Linked DNA regions of Zea mays: region 2 is linked to region 1. The links are chromatin contacts, called in public Hi-C maps. All regions are on one chromosome and are shown on one strand. Each heading gives the region's core, a stretch centred on a gene start, on an enhancer-like site or on the middle of the called end of the contact. The rest is flanking DNA. Distances are from core to core; before and after follow the strand shown. Region 1 holds the start of LOC100384712 (Calcium-dependent lipid-binding (CaLB domain) family protein). Region 2 holds the start of LOC542188 (bZIP transcription factor 1).

Region 1 (7,541 bases), core at 2,056-4,555:
TCTTGTTATACATTAGATTTTGTGATTTTTATAGTGTTTAATTGAAATTTCCAATTAGACCAAGATCATAAATCCAACATCCTGTATGCCCACTCCTACAAGGACAGTTCAGTAGCACCTGTTTGGTCGGTGCACAGTGTACTGCAACGTCGGACTCGGACGGGGAGCAGACGCGTACGTCTACATGGCACGCGTGGGCCGGGCGCCACCGCTGGAGCCTGGAGCACCGCGTACGTGGGTACGGGCGGCCCGACGCCCCGACCTGATGCTGATGGGAGGCAACGCTGCGCTGCCCAGCCGGCGTGGAACAAGATCGTCTGCAGTCAGCCAATACGACTTGCCTCTGCAGTCGCTTCATCCGAGCCGTTTGTTGTGGATCCAACCGTTAACAAGTGTCAGGCTCTCTATTTCTCTGTAAGCTGGATGTCCTTCTTTGCACTTCTATGTTTTTTTTTGTCCAACCAAGTTCTTCTAGGCTTTGCAGTTTTAGATGCGCTGATTTCCTTCCATTTCAGATGCGCGGATTTCCTTTTTTATGCAACAAGCTGAAGTTGATGATCCCTTTGATCGATTCCAAGTTAATTCGATTTCTCATGGGAAGAAAAATAAGAGAACGCCAAAGCTGTGGCACAAGTCACCATCGCGCCAAAAATAAAAAAACAGAACCGGCGCCAAAAATACCTAGCTTCAGCGCCAGCCGTGGCTAATGACATATTGGGCCGGGAGTTAATAGGCCGGGAGCTAGCTGTGGAAGGACAAAGCACATAGAAGCTAGTAGCTGTTCGATCTGTGATGGACGGACTGCAGGCACGGATCGCGTGACTGCAGAGGCAAGTCGTATCGGCTGACCCCATCCCTGCAGCTGCGGCACGGCGCGCGGCTCCGCTTTCCCGGCGCCGAGGGAATCCCCGCGCTCGGCCGCATGGGCCATGGCCGCGTGGCTGCCGGCTACCGCGCGCGGCGCGGGCCCCTGCCCAGCCACGAGTTGTCTTGTCTACTACCACGGGTGCTGGCGGTGGGTGATGGTAGTAGGGTGGCGACGGGACGTCGGAGTGGAGTGTTGCGTGTGCGTCCTGCTGCCCCCCCTGCCCGTCCGTCCTCTGGTGTGGGTCAGCCGACCGTGGTGCTGTGCTGTGGTGTGGTGTGGCGTGGGGATCTTTGTGCTTTGACGGGGTCGGGCAGCAGAGCACTCACACGTCCCATCCGGTCTCGTCGTGGGCTCGCGGCTCGCCGCTCCGGTCCGGCCAGGGATGGATGGGATGCCGCCGAGTCCTGCGATTCCGCTGTGCTGCCCGTTGTTTCATTGGCCGATCAAATCAGTCGGGGGGCCCTCGACGCGACCACACGGCTTGCAAAGAATTCGAGGGACGACCAGGGCCCACGGGCGGTGTTCGAGCTGCCCATCTTGCACCGAGTTGCAGACCGTGCTCGCAAATTGCATGCAGTGCACCGCGCTCACAAGAAACGTAGTAGTAAACATATTCTCTGGTCCCTGGAGGATCAGAAAAATGTTACTTGATCGCTGTGCACGAGCGTCTCCTTGCTGCAACAGCGGCTGTGATCGATGCCCGTTCACGGTTCACCAGGGGCGTAGACTCCAGCTGTCCAGCGTCTCCTTGCTAAGTCGCATTCACAGCAGCGACCAGCGAGTACGGGTTGAGGAAATTCTACAGAGGGCGTGTTTAGAGCAACTGCATCAGGAACCAAAAAATATTCTCCCAATCCTATTTTAGAGGGAAAAAAAGAAAAAAATGGTCACCAACAACTCCCTAATCCATCTCCCAATTTTCCCGCATGAGTAAAACTTCTCATCCATTCTCGGAGTGAGTAAAAAGAAAAAAAAACTTGTCATCCAATTCCCTGATCCGGACACCCACACTCCATTTGTCATCGTCGTGACGCTGATACATTTGACGGGCCTCATCTCGCTCGTCACCTCGTCACGACGATGCGATCCATTCTCGGTAAGTTTGGTGAACAAGCGAGTCCTAGCTTCGTGTCGGAGAGGCCGCCTGACACTGTCCCTTTTCTGGTGCCCATGTTCAAAGAGATACACATTTGACAGGTAAGTATGGCTTCGATTCGGTCAGTAAGAACTTACGTCCCGTTTGGATCATTAAAATTGAATTCCACTTTAATAATAATAATTTAGGAATATGTTAATTAAGTTAATTTCGGTTTTATGCAAAATATATTTGTATACTATTATTAGCAAAATGTCGTAGATATTTATGTACTACATTTTTAAGGAGTGAGACAAAGATTTTTATGTAAGTTACAGAGTAGAAACAAATTATACTAATACATAAAATCATTTATCATTCTCTACTTTATAAATTTGAGATAAGCTTATATTTGAACTTTGAAAAATGGTGGAATGTTAAATTCCAAGCTAAATAAATTACTTTATTAATAGAATTTTAATTTTTCTAAAATAAAGGGATCCAAACGTTTTATAACGTCATGTTTGATTCTTTTGTCTATATAGGTTTCTTATTTTAACTTATAGTATGGTATATTGATATGCAATTTGGATTTTATGCAAAACTAGTTTTTCAATTTTGATTAATTTTGTCACGTAGTTTTTTTTAACCTCATTAATTCTCTTCCTGCGTCCGCCCGCTCCCTAGACTCGGCATGGCTTGATTTGCTTTCATGTACTCGCTCAGCCACCGGCATGGGGAGGGCGAGCACTACTCCGTTCCGCTGGACAGCATGCCTTGCCTTGCTTGTTTAGGAAAATTGACAAGCGCGGTGCAGTATAATGAATATCAAAATATAACAGTGTAGTATCCTTGTTATTTAAATAATCATTGTTATTTTTATTAAACATTTTTTGGAAAATTATTGGGACTTGTTAGAGTTACTCCTTAATTTTTTAGATTTCATACTTTTAAATAGATTCCAGTTACTATGTTTTGGGACCTTTGTTTTTTTTTTGTTACTGTTGGAATTGTTCTTAGCCTGGCTATATCCTTATATGGGCTGAATCAAGGGAAACCGGAGCAATGGCCCAACCGCATTGGAAGGTTCTCCAAAGCGGGCCGTTTTGTTAGGTTCCTCCTCATTGGGTCGGGCCGAGCACGGCCGAAGCTCAGAATTCGGCGGACGCAGCTGGCAGGCTGGCAGCCATCACCGCTTCATCATTTCATCAAAGTTCGAACGTTGGCCCCTGGCGGGACTCGTTCATAACCTTCCGATCCAGCAGCCACGGCTTGCATCAGGCCGTCCGTTCAAATCCCCGTAACCGTGAGACCCCAAATCCGACCACCCGCCCGCCCGCCCGCCAAAGCCTTCCGTCGTCTCGCCCTCCCGCACCCGATCGAGAAATCCTAGCTCCGTCGCTCGCCGGCGATGGAGGCGCCGGACGAGGAGGCCGGGCTGGGGCTCCCTGAGGGCGAGCGGCTTCTGGAGGTGGCCCTCATCTCCGCGCAGGGGCTCAAGCCCCCGTCCGGCGTGCGGCGGCGGCTGCAGGCGTACGCGGTGGCCTGGGTCGACGCGGGGCACAAGCTCCAGACCCTCCCCGACGCCACGGGCGGCCTCGACCCGGCGTGGCACGCGCGCCTCCTCTTTCGCGTGCGGGAGGCCTCGCTCGCCGACGACTCGCCCGCCGCCGTCTCCGTTGAGATCTACGCCGCCGCCGCCGCGGGCTCCTGGCACTTCGGCGGGGACTCGCTCGTCGGCTCGGCGCGCTTCCTGATTGGCGACCACCGCCTCCTGTCCCGCCCGGTCGGCTCCCCGTCCATGTTCGCCGTCGGCGTGCGCCGCCCCTCCGGCAGGGTCCACGGCCTCCTCAACGTGGCCGCGAGCCTCGTCGCGGTGCCCCCGTCCCCGGCCGCCTGCCACGCCCTCCGCCTCTCGCCGGCCGTCTCCCTCAGCGGGCCCTCCGTGGCGCCGACCCCAAGCCGCGTGCTCCGCGTCCTCAACCGCGCGCACCGGACACCTCCACCGTCCCCGAGGCTTCTTACGCCCAAGAAGCAGCAGATGGTGGACGACGGCAGCGACGAGGCCGAGGAAGACGCGAGGGGGATGGGCGGGGTCGTGTTCTGCGGGCCCTGCGTCGGACCATTACCAAGAAAGATACGCACGAGCCCCTCAGACGAGAACCTGCAGGCCTTCGCTAACATCTTCTCTGGCGGGCTCAGGCATTGCCGGACAGAGCCCTCATTTTTGAGGAGTCCAGGCAAGTAGGCTTTATGCTCTCAATTGGTTTCCTGTGGAGTTAGCCCGTTTCCTCTTGAGATCAGGGTAAATCTGAGTTGTATCATAGCACCTCTTGTTATCATCAGAAATATGTTACATCAAATTTTCTGTAGATTCAGTGGATTTAGAATATTCGAGCCACATATATCAGCGTTGAAATTCTTTGCTGGTCTCTAGTATATCATGTTGGAAGAAAGCTGCTTCTTCCTCAATACATATATTAGATTGGTAATTTCAGTGGGGAACAATGCTTGCAGCATTGACACAAAGTCTTATGATTTACTATCTCTCTGTCCAGATATTTTGAGATTCAAAATTTGGACACAAATTTAAGCATTTTTGGCACAATCCACCCCTCTGTCCTCCCTATTCCGCACACATTAAGCCTTATTTGCTCAGCAAGCAGCTGCGAGGCATTTCCACCCTCCCTCGTGACCTTCTGCACACACACACAGCAGAGGGATGCTGTGGCCGCCACAGCTACCATTTATTACCTTGACAGCAGTTTCTCTGAATGCCACTAAACACAAGATGATTCAGGCCCTTCAATGAGTGACACAAAGTCTTTTATCTTGTCGCTTATTGACTATTGAGTTATTCACTGAATGCTCATCTTATAGAGTATAAGTGGACTGAGGACTGAAGGTGAATGTTCTTATCTTCATGGTACGTATTCTCTTATGTTTAACTATGTTTTCCAGCAGTGATGCCTGTGGGTGTTCAGTGCCAAGGAATTGGAGATTGGTGATTTTGGTTATGCATGGTCGTTTGAATTTTTTATATGCTGTAACCCATACTGTGAATTGTTGTGGGTTGATTGAACTTTAAAGGAATTGCAGAATCTTGAGTTAGCCAGTTCATTTTTCTTTTTGAGTAACGGGTGAAACTGGGGCATGAATATGATAGTTGGCTCCCACTCAGTGTTCTATGGTGTTTTCCCTACTCACATCTTTCATATAACAGCTGTAGGAAACTAGACATGTCTTGTGAAGCACAATTTTGTTTGTGAGGTCCTCGTTTGTTGATCTAATGATGTAACTATTGATACTTGATAGACTTCCTATTGCTGGCCATATAATTTTGAATCTAATACAGTGATGAAAAGCTAAAATCATTGAGTTGTCGTTCTTTGATTACCCTGGGATGGTAAATATGCACAAATATACTTAAGTTTATCTGCAGAGAGAATCGTTATCAAACAAAAACAGGGGTGGATCCACCAATGTGGCCAGGCATGGAAGCTGCCATAGCCCATAGGTGCCCACCGATTGGAAACCCCCACTGCCCTGCATTGCTCAATTCCTTTGCCCGCCAGCACCTAGCCTTAAGCAATGAATGGACCGCTAATTAGCTCCTCGATGAACAGCGATTGTTTCAGTATGAATTTCTAATTATACATCAAGGTTGACGAGAGGAAACTTGTGAAAAGTCATACTTGAGAACTTCCCCCCCCCCCCCCCCCCCCCCCTTGAATAACTGTTAGTACTTAGTACTGCTGTGCACAACTCCTAGCAGAAGAGCCCTAGCTAGTTGCATTGGATTAGAAAGACGAGATGTCGAGTTGTGCTTTAGGTATATAGCAGATGATGAACTTGTCATGCCTAAGGTTTTCATTTGATTGTTTTATAGACTTTTTTTGGTGATATTTTCCCCATCTTTATTTGCCACAAAAATAATTTGATAAATTAAGCAGTCCAGTGGTCTTTTAAAAAGGTGAATGATTTTGAAGCATGGGCCTTAAAACATAGCGAGCGTAAACAGAATTCTGAAATGCCAAGAGTCGAGTGATTTAGCTTGAAGGAAATACTGTTATTTTTGAATGATTTTTGAGTTGCTTCTTTGGGGATTGGTTCTTGATGTACGTCAGCTTAAGTTGTCTTAGTTTGGGCTATTGTGCTTCATAAACACAAAAGTTAAGACAACTTCATTCATGACAACTTGATATGTTCGAACTTGTTTTTTTTTAAACATTATAAGCAGTAGTGCAGTGTGGTATAGCCGTTGCAGAAGAAGATACTTGGCCTTTCTTGCCGGTCACTCGCCTGTTTTTTTTTGGAGGGCTTCTGAATGGCTGAAGCGTGCTCACTTGTCCGCAATTTGGTCCACCATTAGAACAAGTGTAGCATGTTTGTTAACTGTCAGCTGTCAGAATGCCATGTGAAGTGTGCCACAGCAGTAATCCCTGGCGTTGTACATCTCGCACATACTGTTGCCATCCCAGCAGCCTTTCTTGGACATCAAAGCCGGCATCATGGTCTGATATGGCCGATCCATCCCGTCCACGGTCCACTTCTCTATGGTAGTAGGACTAGGATCCTATGCTCTGATCTCACGGGACGGACGGGATCCATCCCACAAGTCGCAGCCCTTTTCACAAGTGGGGCGAACTGTTGGACAGTTGAGAAGTGAAAGGGACGGTTGCGGCATCAGGCTGACTGACGTGGAACCCATACCCACGGCTCCTTCCTCTGCTTATTAATGGGCGCTGGCGCTGCATAAACAGGCAAGTACTTGGCGATCGTGACCTTACGCCAATGGCCACTGCGCGCTACCACACATCTTTTCTTTCCCTCCAATCGCTATCATCCTTTAATAAGTAGCTTTTCAAGCGCAGAGTTTGCGAGGAGCATCGGCATATCAAGCGTCTCACGAATCGTTCCATTATTCGATTGCCACGAATCGCATCGCAGGGATCTACCTATCTCATGTTCACGTTGGATGGCTACTTGTCGAGTCAGGACCTTCCGATGCTGTTGCATAGATGCGGCAATGAAATGCTTAGGACAGAAGGTGTGTTGTTGCGTTGCCATGACACAAGTGGAGTGGGGGGAGGGGAGGGGAGAAGCTTATTTAGCGCAAAAGCGGCAACAACCAGCAGCCTGCCTCTAGTGGGCTTGCTGCCACCCGGTCCCGGTGTCTTTTCCTCCTCCCATGTTTCAAGGCAGACTAGACTCTGACTCTCTCTCTCTCTTTTTCTCCTGTGGGTTTGTGCTTGTGCACATCAACGAAAGATTGTACTCGAAAGCTGTCTCTGCTCCCACCCACGTCGACCGATAATTTAAACACGACAGGACCGGAGCCCCGGTTAGGGCTTGTTCGTTTAGCTCCCAATCCACATGGATTGAGTGGGATTTGGTGGGTTTAAATCCCAACTAAATCAAACCCTTTCTTAATTTTTTTCAATCCCATCCAATCCATAGGTAACGGGATTAACCGAACAAGGCCTTACGTGTGAGAGGCTTTTGACGTGTCAGCCGGTGTGAGCGTGTGCTTCCCCCCCCCCCCCCCCCCCCCCCCCCCAGAAAGTCGATGCCCCCCCTCCCCCCCGGCCCCCAGTG
Region 2 (7,541 bases), core at 2,367-4,866, 150 kb before region 1:
TAACCTGCACAGTCGACCAATCAAAGCATGGATAAATAGCTGGCTGATCCTGCAACACAATCAGCTATTAATTAGACACCAAACCAGCTAGTCGACCAATAAGTGCATGTAACTAGAAAAGTTCCTTCAGAACATTATATACATGCTTGATTGCTATTGAATGTCTAACCTTCTGTTACTTTGTAACAATCACATAGGAAAGAAAAAGAACACCCACATTCCCACAATACTAACACTCGATAACATTTACTACCAATAAGCTTTAATGGGACTTTTCTATGCATTTGATTGTTCATTTTTATCCTTGGTTAAATCCAATGATTGTAAAATCAGTAAGGAAAACAATGATAACTCGATGTATTTACCTTGGGTGGTGATGGTGCTTTTACTGAATTCTGAGTAACTACAGCTTCATCATGACCCATGTTTTTTTGTGAATGACTGCATATTTTATGATAAGAGATGTGACATTAGTTAAGGAAAAATAGCATCTGCACAAATAGAACTTCCAAAATGTCTACTTCATCATTCAGTGAATAATAATTATCAAATTGTGATTGGTTGTAAGCTCTCCACCATTTTACTTATTTATACAATATTGAGCAACTCTCCTATGTGTTCGAGGGAAAACAACATTTTGTAGTTGTAGGCTCCGCACGAATATCCAACACATCGTCCCATTAAAAAAACCAAGCTGTTACTGTAGATTTTCATGAATTAGATTACTCAAATTGATATGATTATATCCCTAATATTTATTAACATACCAGAAATATGCAATAAGTTCATGTAATTTGAAAGCCCATGCTTATCCCTGGTCCTTACAGGTCAACACTAGATTTTTTGTGTATGTGCAGTACAATCTTTTTCGCCATCGTGCGGAAACACATTTTCATTAAGCAAAAATAGAGTTTAACAATACAAAGCTTGGACGGTAACTGGTGATTACTGAGCCAAACGCCCCCTAAGCTCACTCGGTTGTGATTACAAATAAACTAGGTGACACGGCGCAATCATCAAAGGAGGCCCTGGACTAGGCGGGCTAAAGAACATTGTGCTCTAACCCGGCAAAGTCCAACTCCATGACTACCGGATCCACACCATCAGAGAATAGTGCCTGAAGGGCCTCATGCTTGGAGGCAGACAAGGGAGCAGCAGAGATAGCAAAAATAGCCTGGAATCTGTTGAAAGCCTCAGGGTCTGGGCTCTGGGCCACGTTCACGACCTCTAGCTTTTGCATCAGCACATTTTGTACCCAGACAGTAGGGTTGGAAGTCCTGGCTTGGCAGTCAGCCTTCCACCCCGATGCACCGAAACTACCGTTGAAGGTATCTTGGACTGTATCCATTGGAGAATAGATTAAGCTTATCCAGATGGTGGGGTGCGTTCTAATCCATCAGGTTACAACATTTTAATCATCTACGTTCAAAATAACGTTTAAACCCTCCGCGTTCAAAAAAATATTTAAATCATCTATGTTCAAAAAACATTTAACTCATCTTGGGTGCCTGTCTCCTCCTTGACTTTTGCAAAAATTATAATCGTGTGCCCATTGCAACAGGGGCATAGACAAGGGGGCGGGAAGGGGCTGCCCCACCTAACGTTGCATAGTTTTCACTACTATTTTATTATTTCTCACTAATCACTAGAGATTATAAATGAACATGCTTTACTAACTAATTTTAGGTTGCTTTTCTCAAACACATCTCTTGATCATCTAATGTTAAGTGGCTAAATAAAATAAATATGTGATGTGAATTGTCGATCTACGAAGAATGTCACTTCAATTCTTATCTTCAATTTAGATATTTACTCTGTCCTGTAATATAGTGCATTCCGAAAAAAAATAAGACAGCTTAAGGGAATCCTTAAATAGTGCAACCCCATAGATTAAACTCAATAGATATCCCCAATTAAGATGTTTCTTCTCCAATTATAGTAACTTTTTTAACAAACTTTGTCAAAATCTAAGCATTGACACCATGTAGAATGCATTATATTTCAGTATAAGGTTAAAAGTCACAATGCACTATATATTCCAGGATAATATAGGGAATAGCATTTTTCTAAGATGAAAAGCTTAAAGATGATTTATTATATCAGTTTTTTCAAGCCAACATCAAAGTCTAGTGCTATATATTTTTTGTCGACACTTAGTGAGCCCCCTATATCCGGACCCATATCTGAATTCTGGCTCCACCCTGCATCGCATGGTACTTACTTCGATCAAAATGATACATTTTTCACCTTTGGTGAAAAGGTAGAAGGTGAAGTGATAGCCTAGATCCTTTAGCTCCGTGTTTACAACTTAATTTCTGGAATCCATTTTACCTCCTCTCCGATGCATGAAGAATAATGAAACAAGCAACCCGATTGCGTTGTGTCCGATATTTGTCGGTGTACCTTTCACTGTATGACAGGACCACGGAATAGTGGTAGAGCCTGATAAAGCCATCCTACTATCGAACTTTCGGTTGATAAATCACATCGTAACTAATACGGTCTTGTAAGGTAGGGACAGTAACATCTGCTTGTTTCATGAGACCGAGAAGTGATTGTTTTCTTTTCTGTCATGTGATCGTGTCCCCGAACCAATTGACAATTTGGCATCCCCTTAAGGCCTTGTTTGGATACTTCTGTATTCACCTCAATGCACGTGTTACATCAACACACGTGTATTAAGATGTAAATTATTTTAAGTTACACTCTAATCCACCTCAATACACATGGATTGAGACATGGACTGAGGAGTTGAAGCCTAAGAAAGGCTGAGCTACCAATAACAAGAAGAGAGTACCGTCTTCGCCTTTGGCAGACTAAACGTAACTGTCCAAGACCACTCATTCAAAATCGTAAACAGCATCCACGCGGAACCCCGGTTGAGAGCTGACTAGATCAGCAGTCTCGTCTGTCCAACGCATAGAAAGGCGAGGTGACGCCTGGACCGGGAGACGACAAGGACAAGGATGATATCCTGTACGGGTACTAATTTTACATTCTTCACATCCTGTACGGGCACCCATTTTACATTCTTCCATGCACCGTATAGGGGTAGCGTGCTGATTTTGAAGATTAGAGATACATGAGAAGAAGAGTGAACCACGCTACAGACTACACCCACAGGCGCAGCATCATGTCGTAACCGTCGGCAGCGAGTTGGCAGCGGCAAAGCATGTACTAGTAGACTAGTAGCACCGATGCATGCTGCAAAGGCACTACAGGATCCTAACGGGAAGCAGCGAAATTTTATGGAGCGCAGTAGAGCCGAGCTTACTGCAGCATATCTCTCGACCCTTCGTGAAGGTCACAACTCCAAATGGGCGGAGTGAGGGTGCAACTGGAGGGCGCGCGCATTGCGTGGTAAGACTTAAGAGGGGGGCAGGGGGATGGATCGAGCGTACCTTGAACCGGTGGCCGCGCCGGGTCGGGTCGGGGTCGAGGAGGCCTCGCGAGGATCGGCGGACGAGCCGGATGCGGAAACACTCACCCCGGGGAGGCGGGAGTCGGAATTCGGAAAGGAGAGGCGGCGCCGCGGCGGGAAGGCGAGGAGAGGGAGATGAGGGATGCGTATGCCGTATGCGTGCGGCGGGGCTGGAGCGTTTGGTTTGGAGTTCGGACTTTGGAGTTTGGACTTTGGAGACGGGACGGGAGGAGTAGCCAAAGGAGGACCGGAGGAGGAGACTAGTCGCTCGCGCGAGGAGCGCGGAAGACGCTGCCACGTCACAGGGGCACGCGTCGGTGCCCGATAAGCTGGTGAACGCGTGGCAGTCAGTTTGGCTGCCTGGAGGCATCGGTTGGTGTCCGCCACAGGTCACATACTCCGATGCCATGTGCAATGTGCTCATGTCATGTGCATCGATCCTTTGCGTTCCCGAATTTTACTACTACTCAGACACGGTGTATTTGTACATGGCCCTCCCCTGCCTGAATATTTCCCTTTTTTCCCAACCTGCATACCGTATAGGTTCAGCGAGGACGTGTCGGTATTTGGTTTGGATCACGCGTAATTTATCCCTATCACAAACACATTTGTCAGTTGCCAAGTTCAGCACAGCATCATTTACCCGTGAAACACACTTGTGTTGTGAGCACATGTGTAAATGACCTGTGGGACCGTGGACCACTAATATCGGGCATGATGGGCATCGGCCGGACGCAGTGCCACGAGATCTGGGCGGAGAGGGGCGAGGATGACCGGATGAGTTGTGCGGCTGTGCAGCCAGACCACGGTGCGCGTGCTCCGCGTGCCCGCGTCACCCCTGTCGCGCGTCTTGTGCGCACGTGTCCGCTCGGCAGCCGGTCTACGCGTCCCAGCGGTTGCCTCACTCCAGGTAGGGGTGAAAACGGGCGGATACGGACGGATATTAGCTCATCCCGTATCCTACCCTAATGTATTTAAAACGGATTCGGGATCGGATACGGATAGTTAGAAACGGGACGGATACGGATACAGGGACCGGATATTTATCCGGGCGGATAAGTGACGGATACGGATATTATTTGATCGGATATCGGATACTTGTCGGATAATGCATTAATTGGTTATCAAAAAATATTCTTGTTCGACCACGAAATTGCAAGTAAATTAATACTAATAAGCATTTAATAGAAGATAATCTCAAGTTCCCACGTAAAAATGGTAAAGTGAAGTATTGATTATGTTGAAACTTGGATACTTAGAGTAATTTCACGTGTAACTCACGCAATAAGTGGAAATAAAATAGAAGAAACGTTGACATCCTGTGAATTTTATGGTCCCATTATTTTTTATGACTATATGTGGCCATATGTTGTACCTTCGTATAATTTCATAGATTTCTGAGGCTATTTATATATTATTAATTTCTTTCTACATAAAATCATCAAAGTATAATTAAAATTCATAAATACACTAGTTTTGATCCAAAATTGCAAAAAGCTTACCAAAACAAATAAACATTCTATTCAAATAAAACCTCAAGTCGCCACATGAAAATGATAAGTGAAATATTAATTATGTTGAAACTTCGATACATAAAATGATTTCACATGTAACTCACGCAATAAGTGAGAGTAGAATGGAAGAAACACCAATATCTTGTGGATTTTATAGTCCAAATGTTTTTGAGAACTATATGTGGCTATATGTTGTGTCCCCGTAAAAATTCATGAATTTTTTAGGCTATTTGGTGTATTATTAATTTCTTGTTGTAGAAAATCATCAAAATACAATTAAATTCATAAAAATATTGTAGCGTCGACCGAAAATTGCAAATAAGTTACCAATATTAATAAATAGTTTATAAAAAGATAATCCTAAGTTCCCACATGGATATAATCTTAAGTCCCCACATGAAAATAATAAAGTCTATTATTTTGATATAAATTTAGACATTATTTTAATGATTTTGGCCTAAAGATATGTTTAAACAAAAATGTGATGTACTACAAAGTTATAGATCTCTTCGAGCTCTACAATTTTCATATAAACTTTATCTTCATCCGATTTCATATGTAAAAGTTATGATTTTATAACTATATTATTATGCAGAAAAAGAAAAAACGGGTACCCGAATTCCGGGTACCCGTATCCGACCCGAATATCCGGGTATTTACCGGGTAGTACTCGCTCCGTATCCGACCCGAATCCGAAGCCATACTATCCGGGTATTACCCGTATCCGTCCCGAATCTAAAAAATACCCGTATCCGTATCCGAAAAATGGTCCCGAATCAGTATCCGTATCCGGTACCCGTTTCGGGTACCCTACCCGTTTTCACCCCTACTCCAGGGCCAGCTGGGTATCCCAGTTGTTACAAAATATTACATATGTGATCAATCCAAGGGGTGCGACAGTTTTCTCCAAGGGACACACCCCTTGGGATACACCCCTTCACTTGTATATAAGTGTAATGATCTGTGGAATACAAACAGTGATTGTCTCTGTCATTTGTCTCAATCTCGTTACCACTAAGTATTACAACACGTTATCAGCACTGTTCGCGAGATCAGAGAAAAAAATCTATCGCTCGAAAGAAGGAAATGAGGGGCTTCGATGTCCAGAAAATTGTAAGTACGTCGCACAGTTCCTTTTTTTTAGTGCAAAAGAATGGCATTGCTCGATGGCGGGCAGTACAGAAGCACGGGCTGGTCAGAATGGGACAACACCGCCGCTCCTTGCCTGAGTCAGGACGGGATGGTAACGCCCGGGCCGCCGTGCAGGATCTGCGCACCCAGTGCAGTGTCGCCGGAACCGTGTTCGTGACGCGCACTGCCGGACCAAGGTCCCACGCCGTGGCTGCACGCACACCGTCGCGCAGGATGCCTCACGCCCACGCCGTCGCGCATGGGGCCTCGCGACCACGCTGTCACGAAGGGGGCCTCGCGACCACGCCATCGCGCAGGGGTCGTGCCTGCGCTGGTGACCGCGCCCGCCAGGGAAGACCGCGGCTAGGGCCGCACCGCCATGGCGTCGCGTCTGCACCGCGCCCAAAACCGCTGGGACGCTCCCGCGCGCCGCCGAGGGGCCGCGCCATCGGGGCTGGTCAGCCGCCGCGGCCGGACCGCCGCACCACGGGGAGACGCGCCGGGACGAGAGTCCGCCGCGGAAACGGGGCCGTGGACCGTGCTCACCGTCAGGGGCCCCACCGTGCAAGGGGCTCGACGCGCTGGACGGCCGCGCCAGCCGCCGCTCCCTCCTCCTCGTCTTGGGTGAAGCCGTGGGGCCTGCTACCCCTCTCCCTGTTCGGCGCCAACGCCGTCGACGACGGCCAGGAGGAGGAAGGGCCGACCGGGCCGGCGGCGGCTATCCCCATGCCGGGGCCGGGAGGCCGAACGCCGCGGGCAGCCGCGCCGATGCCGAGGGGCCACGCCGGCACTATGCCGGGATGCTGCGCCTGCGTCGGGCTGTGGCTGCCAGGGCCACGCCTCGCGCCATCGAGGATCCGTGCCGCGCGCTGTCGGGGGGCTTGCCCGCGCCGCAGAGGAGCACGCCCGCGCCGTGGCCGGGACCTCCTCAGTCCTCACCGCGTCGCTACAGGGCCGCGGTTGGGTTCGCCGCCGGGGGCCGCGCCCGCCGCCAGGGACGGGAGGCCAGGGGCCATGCCTGCTGCCGGGGCTGGCTGGGGGAGGCGCCCGCGCGCCGTACGGCCGCCGGGTCGCGCCCACCACCGGGGCTAGGGGCCACGCGCCGAGGCCGGCTGGCATAGGCCGCCGCCGCCGCCTGGTGGCTAAGGCTGGTTAGGGTTGAAAACCCTAACCGCTAGCCCTTATTGCTTTGCTTAGTGGGCTTTTATGGGCCACTTTGATTTGGCTGGACAGATTGGGCATATGATTTTATCATTTTAGCTTTGATTTTCTGCAATTTTGCAGACCAAATGTTTATTTGCATCACAATTACTATCAGTTTTGAGTATCTAAATTTAAATAATTAGACTCCTGATGATATATGTAATTGTATACATTGGTCTGTTTTTATTATGAAAAATATAGACTCGTTCGTGAATTATATTTCTTTCTGCATTTATAATTCACATATTTTCGACTTACTTTTGTTTTTGCAT

Evidence for each region. A called contact is a pair of places that touch in the nucleus more often than the background predicts.
Region 2: a Hi-C map of endosperm shows a contact between it and region 1, with 3 times the contacts expected there. The contact joins the promoter of LOC542188 here to the promoter of LOC100384712 in region 1. A contact is called at or near these places in 7 of 25 Hi-C or Micro-C datasets (ear, endosperm, leaf and 1 more).

What each region holds. Positions count from the first base shown.
Region 1 is chr3:217,651,377-217,658,917 of Zm-B73-REFERENCE-NAM-5.0, reverse strand. LOC100384712 (Calcium-dependent lipid-binding (CaLB domain) family protein) reads left to right here and starts at 3,305. Exons shown (of 1, transcript NM_001177186.1): 1 at 3,305-4,905. The coding sequence starts at 3,355. The coding sequence ends at 4,191.
Region 2 is chr3:217,804,111-217,811,651 of Zm-B73-REFERENCE-NAM-5.0, reverse strand. LOC542188 (bZIP transcription factor 1) reads right to left here and starts at 3,616. Exons shown (of 12, transcript NM_001111802.2): 1 at 3,402-3,616; 2 at 366-441; 3 at 5-49. The coding sequence starts at 425.